Linked DNA regions of Ovis aries: region 1 is linked to region 2. The links are chromatin contacts, called in public Hi-C maps. All regions are on one chromosome and are shown on one strand. The core of a region is the stretch at or near the end of the contact, and the rest is flanking DNA. Distances in the headings are between cores, read along the strand shown. Region 1 has its middle 230 kb from the start of OSR1. Region 2 has its middle 160 kb from the start of OSR1.

Region 1 (5,441 bases), core at 2,152-4,651, 71 kb before region 2:
AGAAACAGGTTTATTGCCTATTGATATATTTTTTTATTATTGTTGGAACTTCCTGACTCATATATTGGGCTCCAGAATCACTGCAGATGGTGACTGCAGCCATTAAGTTAAAAGACGCTTGATCCTTGGTTGAAAAACTCTGACCAACCTAGACAGTATATTAAAAAGCAGAGTCGTTAACTTTACCAACATAGGTCCATCTAGTCAAAGTTATGGTTTTTCCAGTAGTCATATATGGATGTGAGAGTTGGACTATAAAAAAAGCTGAGCACCAAGGAACTGATACTTTTGAACTGTGGTGTTGGAGAAGACTCTTGAGAGTTCCTTGGACTGCAAGGAGATCCAGCCAGTCCATGCTAAAGGCAATCAGTCCTGAATACTCATTGGAAGGACTGATGCTACAGCTGAAACTCCAATACTTTGGCCATCTGATGCACAGAACTGACTCATTGGAAAAGACCCTAATGCTGGGAAAGAGTAAAGGCAGGAGGAGAATGGGCTGACAGGATGAGATGTTTGCATGGCATCACTGACTTGATGGACACGAGTGTGAGTAAGCTCCGAGTTGGCAATGGACAGGGAAGCCTGGCATGCTGCAGTCCATGGCATCGTAAAGAGTTGGACATGACTGAATGACTGAACTGACTGACTGCCTGGGAGTAGGTAGAGAGATTTACTCTAATTATAAGAGCACACGTGAGCTGGAGAGGGGCTCGCATGGGATAAGAGCAGAAGGCTGCAGAGGCTTTGGGGATGACTGGTCATGTGCGTCCAACTTGGGCTGGAAGCAGAGTGACACTGACGGGGGTTGTGACAATCTCCAGGTGTTCTCAGTATTTACGGTTGCTGATCCGACAGCTATTGTATTACTATTATTATCATTTGTTGTTGTTTCGGGGCTAAGCCACATCTGACTCTTTTGCAGCCCTATGCTCCTCTGTCTGTGGGGTTATCCCAGCAGGAATATTGGAGTCAGTTGCCATTTCCTTCTCAAGGGGATCTTCCCAACTGAGGAATCCAAACTGCGTCTCCTGCATTCCTGCAGGCAGATTCTTTACCACTGAGCCACCTGGGAAGTCCTTATTCTCTTTCTATTAGTACTACTTGCTTATGGCCAGTGGTAAGTGAAACCTTATGCAGAATACTTCACAGGCCCTGTCTTATTTAATCTTCACACCAAGCCTACAGCTCTGGTCTCATTGCCCAGATGAAGGAATTGAGAGTGGAGACAGCAAACAAGAGACACACAGCTCTTAATGGTGGAAGGAGGACCCAAACCCTGCCCACCTTCAAAGTTCGTGCACTTTGTACCTCGCTGTGCTCGCTTCTTGGTTAGGCAACATCTCCAGGTCAGAGGCCGATGGAATCATGGATATTCCGACAGAAAGGGTAAAGACAACAGGGAACCAGGATCCGTGGGGTAAGAGGTATCTTGGGATAGTGAGGAAGTGGTGAGGGAGCTCTCAGCTGGGTCTGGGGCTTTGTGAGACCTCAGTGTGACCTGGATTGCTGACCTGGATCAGCAACCAGGAGAATGGAGGAAGGGCGTAAAGTGTGGGAAGAGCACTGGGTCAAAGAGAACTTGAAGAATATGAGCAGGTTAGGGCTGGGCAGAAGAGGAAGAGTCCAGAGAGCAGAGCAGGGCAAGGCTGGGAAAGAGCAGCCAGACGGCTGGGAGGAAAGAGCAAGGAGAGTGGGTAGAAGGTGTACGGGACATAGAGATGGGAAGAGCGTGGGGCAGCTTAGCACTTAAAGCCTGAACCTTCTGTTCAGTTAGCCAGACTGGCCCTCTAGGCAGAAGCTGGTGTGAACAAATGCCAAGAACAGGCTGCACATGAGAGTCCTGCTCTAGGGCCAGGAGCAGAGAGCAACCTGGATCCCAGAGCCAACCTCCCCTGCTCCCCACAGACAGGTGAACTCTGTCCAGCTTGTCCCGAGTGCAGTTCCTATCCTTTGTTCACACTTGGAATCCTTTAGCTGAGTCTCTGCAGAGCACTACAGTGATGCAGGTCAACACACTGCAAAGCACTGATCCAGGGCGAATACTGTTGTTTAGCGCTGCTCATGGACTTCCCTGGTGGCTCAGATGGTAAAGAGTCTGCCTGCAGTGCTGGAGACCTGGGTTCAATCCCTAGATTGGGAAGATTCCCTGGAGAAGAGAATGGCTATTCATTCCAGTATTCTTGCCTGGAGAAGCCCATGGACAGAGGAGCCTGGCAGGCTATGGTCCTTGGGATCCCAAAGAATTGAACATGACTGAGCGACTAACGTTTTGCTTTCGTTTCACTTTTCCAATGCTGCACATACACCTCTGTGTCTGCTTCTGCTCCTGCTTATATCAACCCCTTTGGAGTCAAGGTTGATTGAACCATTTACCTCTATTCCTGTAGTTTTTAAAGCCCCAGAGGCCATGGGTTTGGTTAACAGAATGCTTTGATGAGTGTGAGCTCCTTCTGCCATTTTTGACACCTTCAAGATATCCTCAAGATGTTGTGCAGGAAAACACTCATTTTATTTTGGACTACATACTCTGGTATGGTATTGTTATGAGAGGTATATTGGGAATATTTTTTGGAAGTTTTACCTTCTTTTAAGGCGTTCTTCCAGCCCTGAGAAGAAGAGGTGAAGGGTCCCCTCTGGACTTTTTCCTTGTTGTCTTCTTGGTGGTGGGGACATTCATCCTTACTCAGAAAGAAGTTGCACTGCTGGCAAATGTATGGGATTCGGAGCACTTACAGAAAGGGAATCTCCCCATAGACAAATCCAGGCTTAGCGAGTTATCAGTGAGGATTAAGCAATATTCTGTGTGGAGGTGGGAAACTGGAGGAGAGAGAAGCAGGAGGAAGAGAAAGAGGAGAAAGTGGGAGGTGGAACAAAGAGATGGACATTTCATTTCAACAGCCAAGGCTTTGCAAGCTGGAAACTGTGACCCCAAAGTGCACATCAGGACTGTTGGCTCACAGGAGAGGCGTGCCAGGACCCTTTCTTCTCTTTCCCAGTCACCTCTGACATTATTTGACTCATCTTTCTGGAAATATTTCTAGCTGTACCTCTGAACCCTGAATGTTTCCCAAACTCATTGAAATGCACAAACGAAAATTATTCATCTGGTTGGAGATTACACAAAGCTGAGAATGTTGTCAGAAGTACATGGATATAGTTGCACAATCAGATCCATGCTGAGAAAAGGAAAGCTTTGCTCGTAACATCCCAGTGGGCCAAGTGCTGAAGACAGGTAAGGGAAGATGACTCACTGTTGGCTCACATCAGGGTGGAGAGACAGGTGCCCAGAGCAGATGTTTAGGAAGACTCTCATCCATCAAGGCAGGAGACCCAGAGCTGGATGCTGGCCACCCAGCTGGTCGCGTGGAATTGCAGCAGTGACTCAGAGTGTGTAAAATCAAAAGCAACAGAGAGAGAGAAGACGGAAGAGTGCCAGCTCGCTCTCGGCCCAGGACTGCGCTGGGTTGCTCAGGGTCAGGCTGTTGGAGGGTGAGTCAGAATCTTGGGACCTCTCTTCCTGTTTCTGCAAGGATCAAAGAAGTGATGATCTGTCTCACTCAAGCCACTTAACAGATTTCTCTTTACAAAAGAGGACTTGTAAATCCTTCTCCAAAGCATGAGTAAACGAATCTGTGTATTTTCCAGGAAAATCAGTGCTGAAAGGAAATTGTTATTACTTAAGAGCACAACTAGCTTTACCCCAGGGAGCTCAACGGTGCCCTCTGTAGTTTGCTTGGGGATGCCTGAAGCATCTCTAGAAAAGACTCATTGTGCCAGAAACCCCAGTACTGCAGTTCATTCCCCTGGGCTAAGCATTACTGTCTCTAGCTACCTCTCTTCAAAACATGATATCCTGGGGTAGAGCTGATGCCAGAATGGCTGCAGAGTGCAAACGAGACCTGTTCTGTTCAGCCCTGGGCAGCATGAGGGTTCTGGATCCTTGGAGGTGAGGGAGGAGGAAGGTTATAGAAGGGGGAGAAACACGTGGAAAGGAAGAGGGAGATGCCTGAACGTTGCTTTCTGGAAGTCTTCAGAGAATCAAAACCCCCAAACTCCAAAAGTAGCTCCAAATGGTACTTTATGGCATGTGGAATTAAAAAAAAAAATTGTGGTCACTTTGGTCCTGGAGCTATTTCTTCTGTTTTTAGGTTTCTTATCTCTTTTTGCCAATTTTGGGTACAGAGACTCATGGACTTGCAGAGCTGGTGACAGTATCACGTTCTGGGTTAAGCATGGAGTTGGCAGCCAGAGATGAAGAATCTGGCTTCCCACTTATGTGTGTCTGTGATCATATTATTAACCACTCTGAGCTTCTGATTTCTTATTTATGAAGTGGGGATAATGATATTGATTTCCCAGATATTTCATGAGGGTAGAATAAAAATACTCCACAGTAAAAGGCTTTAGCACAGTTCCTGGAAATTTTACTAAGAACCCAATAAAATGCAAACTCTTCCATACTGTGCAGGAATCCCTTCTTTGGCTCCCGAACTCCCCTGCTCTGTTAGAGAACTAGAGTGACAGTGACAGGGAACTCATCCCTGCAGGAGGCAGCTCTCTTCATTCCTGGCCAGTTATGATTTGGGAAATTCCTTTTTGAATTGACATTCTGCTTTTCTGTACCTTTACTTGTAAATTGTAGTTTTACTACTGAATCTTTTTAGTATGCTGCTGCTGCTGCTGCAAAGTCGCTTCAGTCGTGTCCAACTCTGTGCAACCCCATGGACGGCAGCCCACCAGGCTCCGCCGTTCCTGGGATTCTTCAGGCAAGAACACTGGAGTGGATTGCCATTTCCTTCTCCACTGCGTGAAAATGAAGTCACTCAGTCGTATCCGACTCTTCGCAACCCCATGGACTGCAGCCTACCCGAGGCTGCTCCGTCTGTGGGATTTTCCAGGCAAGAATACTGGAGTGGGGTGCCATTGCCTTCTCTGTCTTTTCAGTATCAGTTCAGTTCAGTTCAGTTCAGCCGCTCAGTCGTGTCCGACTCTTTGCAACCCCATGAATCGCAGCACGCCAGGCCTCCCTGTCCATCACCATCTCCCAGAGTTCACTCAAACCTACGTCCATCGAGTCAGTGATGCCATTCAGCCATCTCATCCTCTGTCGTCCCCTTCTTCTCCTGCCCCCAATCCCTCCCAGCATCAGAGTCTTTTCCAATGAGTCAACTCTTCACATGAGGTGGCCAAAGTATTGGAGTTTCAGCTTTAGCATCATTCCTTCCAAAGAAATCCCAGGGCTGATCTCCTTCAGAATGGACTGGTTGGATCTCCTTGCTGTCCATGGGACTCTCAAGAGTCTTCTCCAACACCATAGTTCAAAAGCATCAATTCTTGGGCGCTCAGCTTTCTTCACAGTCCAACTCTCACATCCATACATGACCACTGGAAAAACCATAGCCTTGACTAGACAGACCTTTGTTGGCAAAGTAATGTCT
Region 2 (4,843 bases), core at 1,145-3,644:
GGGAGGCCCAGCGAACCCTGCAGTGACCTGGGACTCCCAGCCTGTGGGGCTGAGCTCTGCGGAGTGGCTGACCATAGGGTTTTGGATGGTGACCAGTGCTGCTTGCTGAAAAACATCCAGAAAGGAAAGGACTGCAAAATTCACTGAGAGCTCAGTTTGTGTCTACGTGTCTACCCCATGGACTATAGCCCACCAGGCTCCTCTGTCCATGGAATTCTCCAGGCAAGAATACTGGAGTGGATTGCCATTTCCTTCTCCGTTTGCCATGCCTCAATCTAGTGACTTTGCACACATGTATGATCCCATAGTGCTCGACCCGTCACTCCTTCCCAGGATCAGTCTGGTCTGTCACAACAACTGGAAATACCATTATCTGCATCTCAGTGCATTTCTGCAAAGAGACCTCAGTCTCAGTGGATAATCTGACATCATAGGCCATGATGGATCGTCTCCGACCATATGCCCTGAAAGACTCACATACCACAGCAGAGCCAAAGGCTGTATCGCAGGCACTCTGGTCTCTCCATGGAAGCTCCCTGTCATCAACAGCTTCGGCTCCAGGTGAAAACATGGAAGGCAGCAAAAAAACCCAGCCCGTTCAGCCTGTATACTGGGAGCACTGGAGTTATCATACTCATTAGCAGAGCCAGGAGTGACCTGGCAAAAGGGATGCTCAGTTCTAGCTTCTTTGACCTGTGTTTTCTGTGGGGTCAACTCTTTTACTCAGCTTTCCTGATTATTTTTGCTCTCTCTACCCCCTGTTTCTTTTGAAATCAAACAAAATTAAATCCCTTAGTTTTAACGAGTTTAGGTTAGTATTAGTATTAGGTTAGTATTAGTATTAGGTTAGTATTTAGAATAGTATTTTTATTAAGCCTGTCATACATGAAAAATAAAACAAATTCCACAAGAAGCTTTCCATCAGAGAATGAACATAATTGTTTTAATTACAAGGCTTGTCACAAAATTCCTTTCATGTCCAGGGTGCCTGGATTATGCATTTGGATCTCTCCTGCTATTGGAAAATGTAAAATGATGTCAATAAGGGGACTCCCAACGGACTTTCAATTATGTGGAGCTACTGATTCTGTTACTCCCAAAAATAGCCCTTGGGTAGCCAGCTGCCTACAGCCTACAACTCGAGGACAGGGAAAATAATATTGGTTCATGTGTTAAGACTGTTGAAGCTGAAAACATCCTTCAAAATTTCTTCCAGAATCTCAGTCTCTCCAGTTGGAACTGTCTCTGCCTCCTCTCAGCCTCCATGATCCTCTCTACTTCCAGCACTTGTTAGAGATGGCCCAGCTGAACTTAGCACCAGGGTACATTCACATGTCTTTCCTTTCATGCCTAGTAGAGGGCCTTGACCTCTATGGGCATTACAAAGGTGTTTTGTGAAATCCAGCCTTTGCTTCAGAAATCATTAGAGCACCACAGAAACCACTGCCAGTGACTAAGATGGCCATGAATAACTCAGCTCCCCACCACCCAAACCAGAGAATGATCTCAATGGTATTGCAGCTTGCGTTTGAAGCCAGATGTAGCTATACCTTTTCTTGTGACCAACTCACATCAGCCTCCAGAGGAACCTGAAAGTTCCTAATCCAGAAACACAGGTGATCACACACTGCAGCCCTAAAGGGAGACGTCTGTCACCAATATGGATTTCAACAACCAGAGAAGGTTCCAGGTAAACGGAGATACAGTAATAGTTTCCAGATACGTGGAGATTGTGGCTGGCTCAGTGATTGTCCCCATTGAGCAGGGAGGTCATGAAAAGTGCCCTTTCTCTGGCTCAAATCACTTCCTCCTGTTGGTTTATTATTATTATTATTATTATTATTAGTGATACAGTGAAACATACATACAGGCTATGTTTGTAACGGACAAGTCTCATTGTTAATATTGTGAATGCTTGGTCCTCAGGACAGTTTTATTATGTAAATTCAGCATTATGAAATGCACTTTAAAAATCATAAAGACTTACATGGAATTTAAAATATTTCCTCTAATTATTTCACAACAGCATATGGATTAGCAAATAATATAAGGTAGAGGATACTAACGGAGATCTTTACGAAAAAAAAAAGTACACATGAAATATGGTTTGGCCAGGTTTAATACACACAGAATACACTTTAATACTTTCATATGGTCTGAATAATATCCCCATATTGATTTTTTCCTCGTTTCTACCAACTCCACAGCAAATGTACGACAATGGCTCATTGATTTATTGTGAGTGTAGCAATGGGTTTATAACGGCATGAATCATGCCGATTGCTCAATTCACCACATGCCTTAATAAAAGTTTCACTTTAATAAAACTGAGCTAAGGCAAATATGCCCAGAGGCTGGCCTGACATTCCTTGTACATTACTCTGCCTCAGGAAATTATTGCCATATATTTTACAGCAGCTACAGTAGGCTAGGGGATCAGGATTAAAATGTACTAACTACTGTGATATTTAACAGAACTCCTGTGTTCCCAGTTAACCCTCACAGGTACAAAGTGAACAGAGCAATTAGGAGAGAGCGCAGTGCAGGCAACAGAACTGGTCTGGGGTGCAGGCCACGGGGGTCAGTGCTGGCCCTTGTCACACTGTGACCATCCCCTAAGCGCTCTGTGGGGTGGACATGGGAAAAAATGATCCTATTTTCCTCCCAGAGTTGCTGCGAACATCAAAAGAACATAGAGGAAGCACAAGAATTCATAAACTACAAATGCAATGCGAGCGTAAGGTGAGGTGTCACCCTGAGGGCAGAGCCTTAGGACACGGACACACACACACTAACCCCTCAGCACTGTGAACTTGGTCTTCGGCAAGATCCATCATCACGGTTGTTAACTCCAGTGAGTTGAGATAAAGAAAAGATCTTATCCTATTCATAAATAAGGTAATTAGGGGTTACAAAGAGAAAAAGCCAAGCATGCTAATGGAGCAATAGTATTCCTTTATAAGCTAAGGATTGTTTTTGTCTTCCACGGTAAGAATTGAAAATGCTCTGCCACACCTGCATTGTGTTATAGAAATTTAAACTGGGGTGTGAGAATGTAGGCCGAAAGGAATTGCCAGTTCCATTCAAATGACTTATCACCTATTCGTTACTGCTTTGGAAGAAATTGAGATTAGACCATCCATATACCATTCAATGATGATTGGTGCAATGTATGTTAGTCCAAAAGACCAGGAAGCCTCTTTAGACTTCTAATCAATACCAATCACAGGCTTCTTTGTAGAATGCATGATAGAGTAAGGGGAATGTGGTATAGTTCTTTGGAAAGAGTCAGCTTTGGGGTCAAGTCACACCTCTGCCATTAACTACTAGCTGTATGATCTTGCATGTGTGTGTTCTAGGTTGCTTCAGTTGTTTCTGACTCTTTGTGACCTCATGGACTGTAGCCTTCCAGGCTTTTCTGTCCATGGGATTCTCCAAGCAAGAATACCGGAGTGGGTTGCCATGCCCTCCTCTAGGGGATCTTCCTGACCCAGGATCCAACCCATGGATCCTGTGGCTCCTGCATTGCAGGTGGATTCTTTACTGCTGTGCTGCCAGAGAAGCCCCCATATGATCTTGGACCAGGTTCGCAAATCTCTCTGGGCCTCCATTTCCTCCTCTGTAAAATGGGGTTTCAATTGTCGGAGTGACGTTTAAAACTGACGTTCTCTCCACCTGATCTCAGCTATTTCATGAGGACTAGTCTCCGTCTGCTCAACGAGTCCATCTCCTCCACTCACAGCCTTTTTCCATTTCCACTCTGGTTTTTGTTTCACCTACACAGCTGCCCGGTAGAGAAGATGGAGCTCACCCAGGGCCCAGTGTGGTTCAGAAGGCCTTTCCCTCTGCTTCTGCAGCAGCTTCATCACATTCAGCACTCTCCAGAACCAGTTCCTCGTCATCTCAATCTTGTCTCATCAGTTAGAACCTGGAGGGAAGAAACTCTCTTTTGTTTTTCTCAATTTTGTTCCCCTAATGTTTAACTTTCTGTTTGGCACATCAACAATAGGAAGGACATATTAAATGAATGATGAATGAATACGTGAATTAACAGCGTACAGCAGGTCACATCTCAAAGAGGACGAACTTTCACAAAAGTGAACCAGATTGTATGTTTGGAAAACAAGTGGAGACTGGGGAGATGCTGGATATGCCAAAACTCAGTATGTAATTCAGAGTTGCTGCTTCGAAGGTAGGAAAACAGCATTAATACACAGCTGATGTTTACTGATCACTTACTGTGTGCTAGGCACTGTGCTATTTGCCCCAAAGACTGCATGTAGTTAGTCGCTGTAACAACTCTATGACATTATTATTATTCTTCTGTGCTATTATTCTTCCCATATTACAGCTTACTGCACTGAAGCTTAGGGAGATTAAATAACCTTCCCAAAGCTGCAGAGCTAACAACAGCTGAGCTAGGATTTGAACTTGTCTTTCTGATTCCAGAACTGGTGCTCTAACTCCTATGATGTACTGAGCAAAGGGGAGTGAGCACCCCAGATGCCATAGATGCTGCCATCCACAGAGGAGTTAACATTTAAACATGGGGCTTAGGGTTATGGCGAACTAAACTGTCACCTAGTTCTCCATACAAGTTTCACTTCCCCTGGTCCATGTTCTGAGGCTTTAACCACTCATTCTCACTTTCAACCGCAAAGGGACTCCAACAGGGGCAGCTGAAATAAAACCCACCATCATCAGCCAGGAACTGAGCTGTCAGAAGAAATGAAAAATCCAGGGGCAACTGCCTTTTTACCATTCATAAGTGAGTTTATCGGGAACTCTCTTGACGTTGAGCTCTAACTACAGCGTTTAAGAAAATCCCAAATTTGAAATAAAT

Evidence for each region. Hi-C and Micro-C count contacts between places; a contact is called where the count stands out from the background.
Region 1: a Hi-C map of tail adipose tissue shows a contact between it and region 2, with 4 times the contacts expected there. The contact joins two enhancer-like sites. A contact is called at or near these places in 3 of 16 Hi-C or Micro-C datasets (skin fibroblasts and tail adipose tissue).

What each region holds. Positions count from the first base shown.
Region 1 is chr3:27,526,056-27,531,496 of ARS-UI_Ramb_v3.0, reverse strand. No RefSeq gene overlaps it. Among named protein-coding and RNA genes, the nearest start is that of OSR1, 230 kb to the right of the region's middle. Within about 2 kb of position 3,401, at least 14 of the 54 cell types and tissues checked have an H3K27ac peak or open chromatin away from gene starts, as enhancers often do. A contact at or near this core is called in tail adipose tissue, where this site is marked.
Region 2 is chr3:27,454,197-27,459,039 of ARS-UI_Ramb_v3.0, reverse strand. No RefSeq gene overlaps it. Among named protein-coding and RNA genes, the nearest start is that of OSR1, 160 kb to the right of the region's middle. Within about 2 kb of position 2,394, at least 8 of the 54 cell types and tissues checked have an H3K27ac peak or open chromatin away from gene starts, as enhancers often do. A contact at or near this core is called in tail adipose tissue, where this site is marked.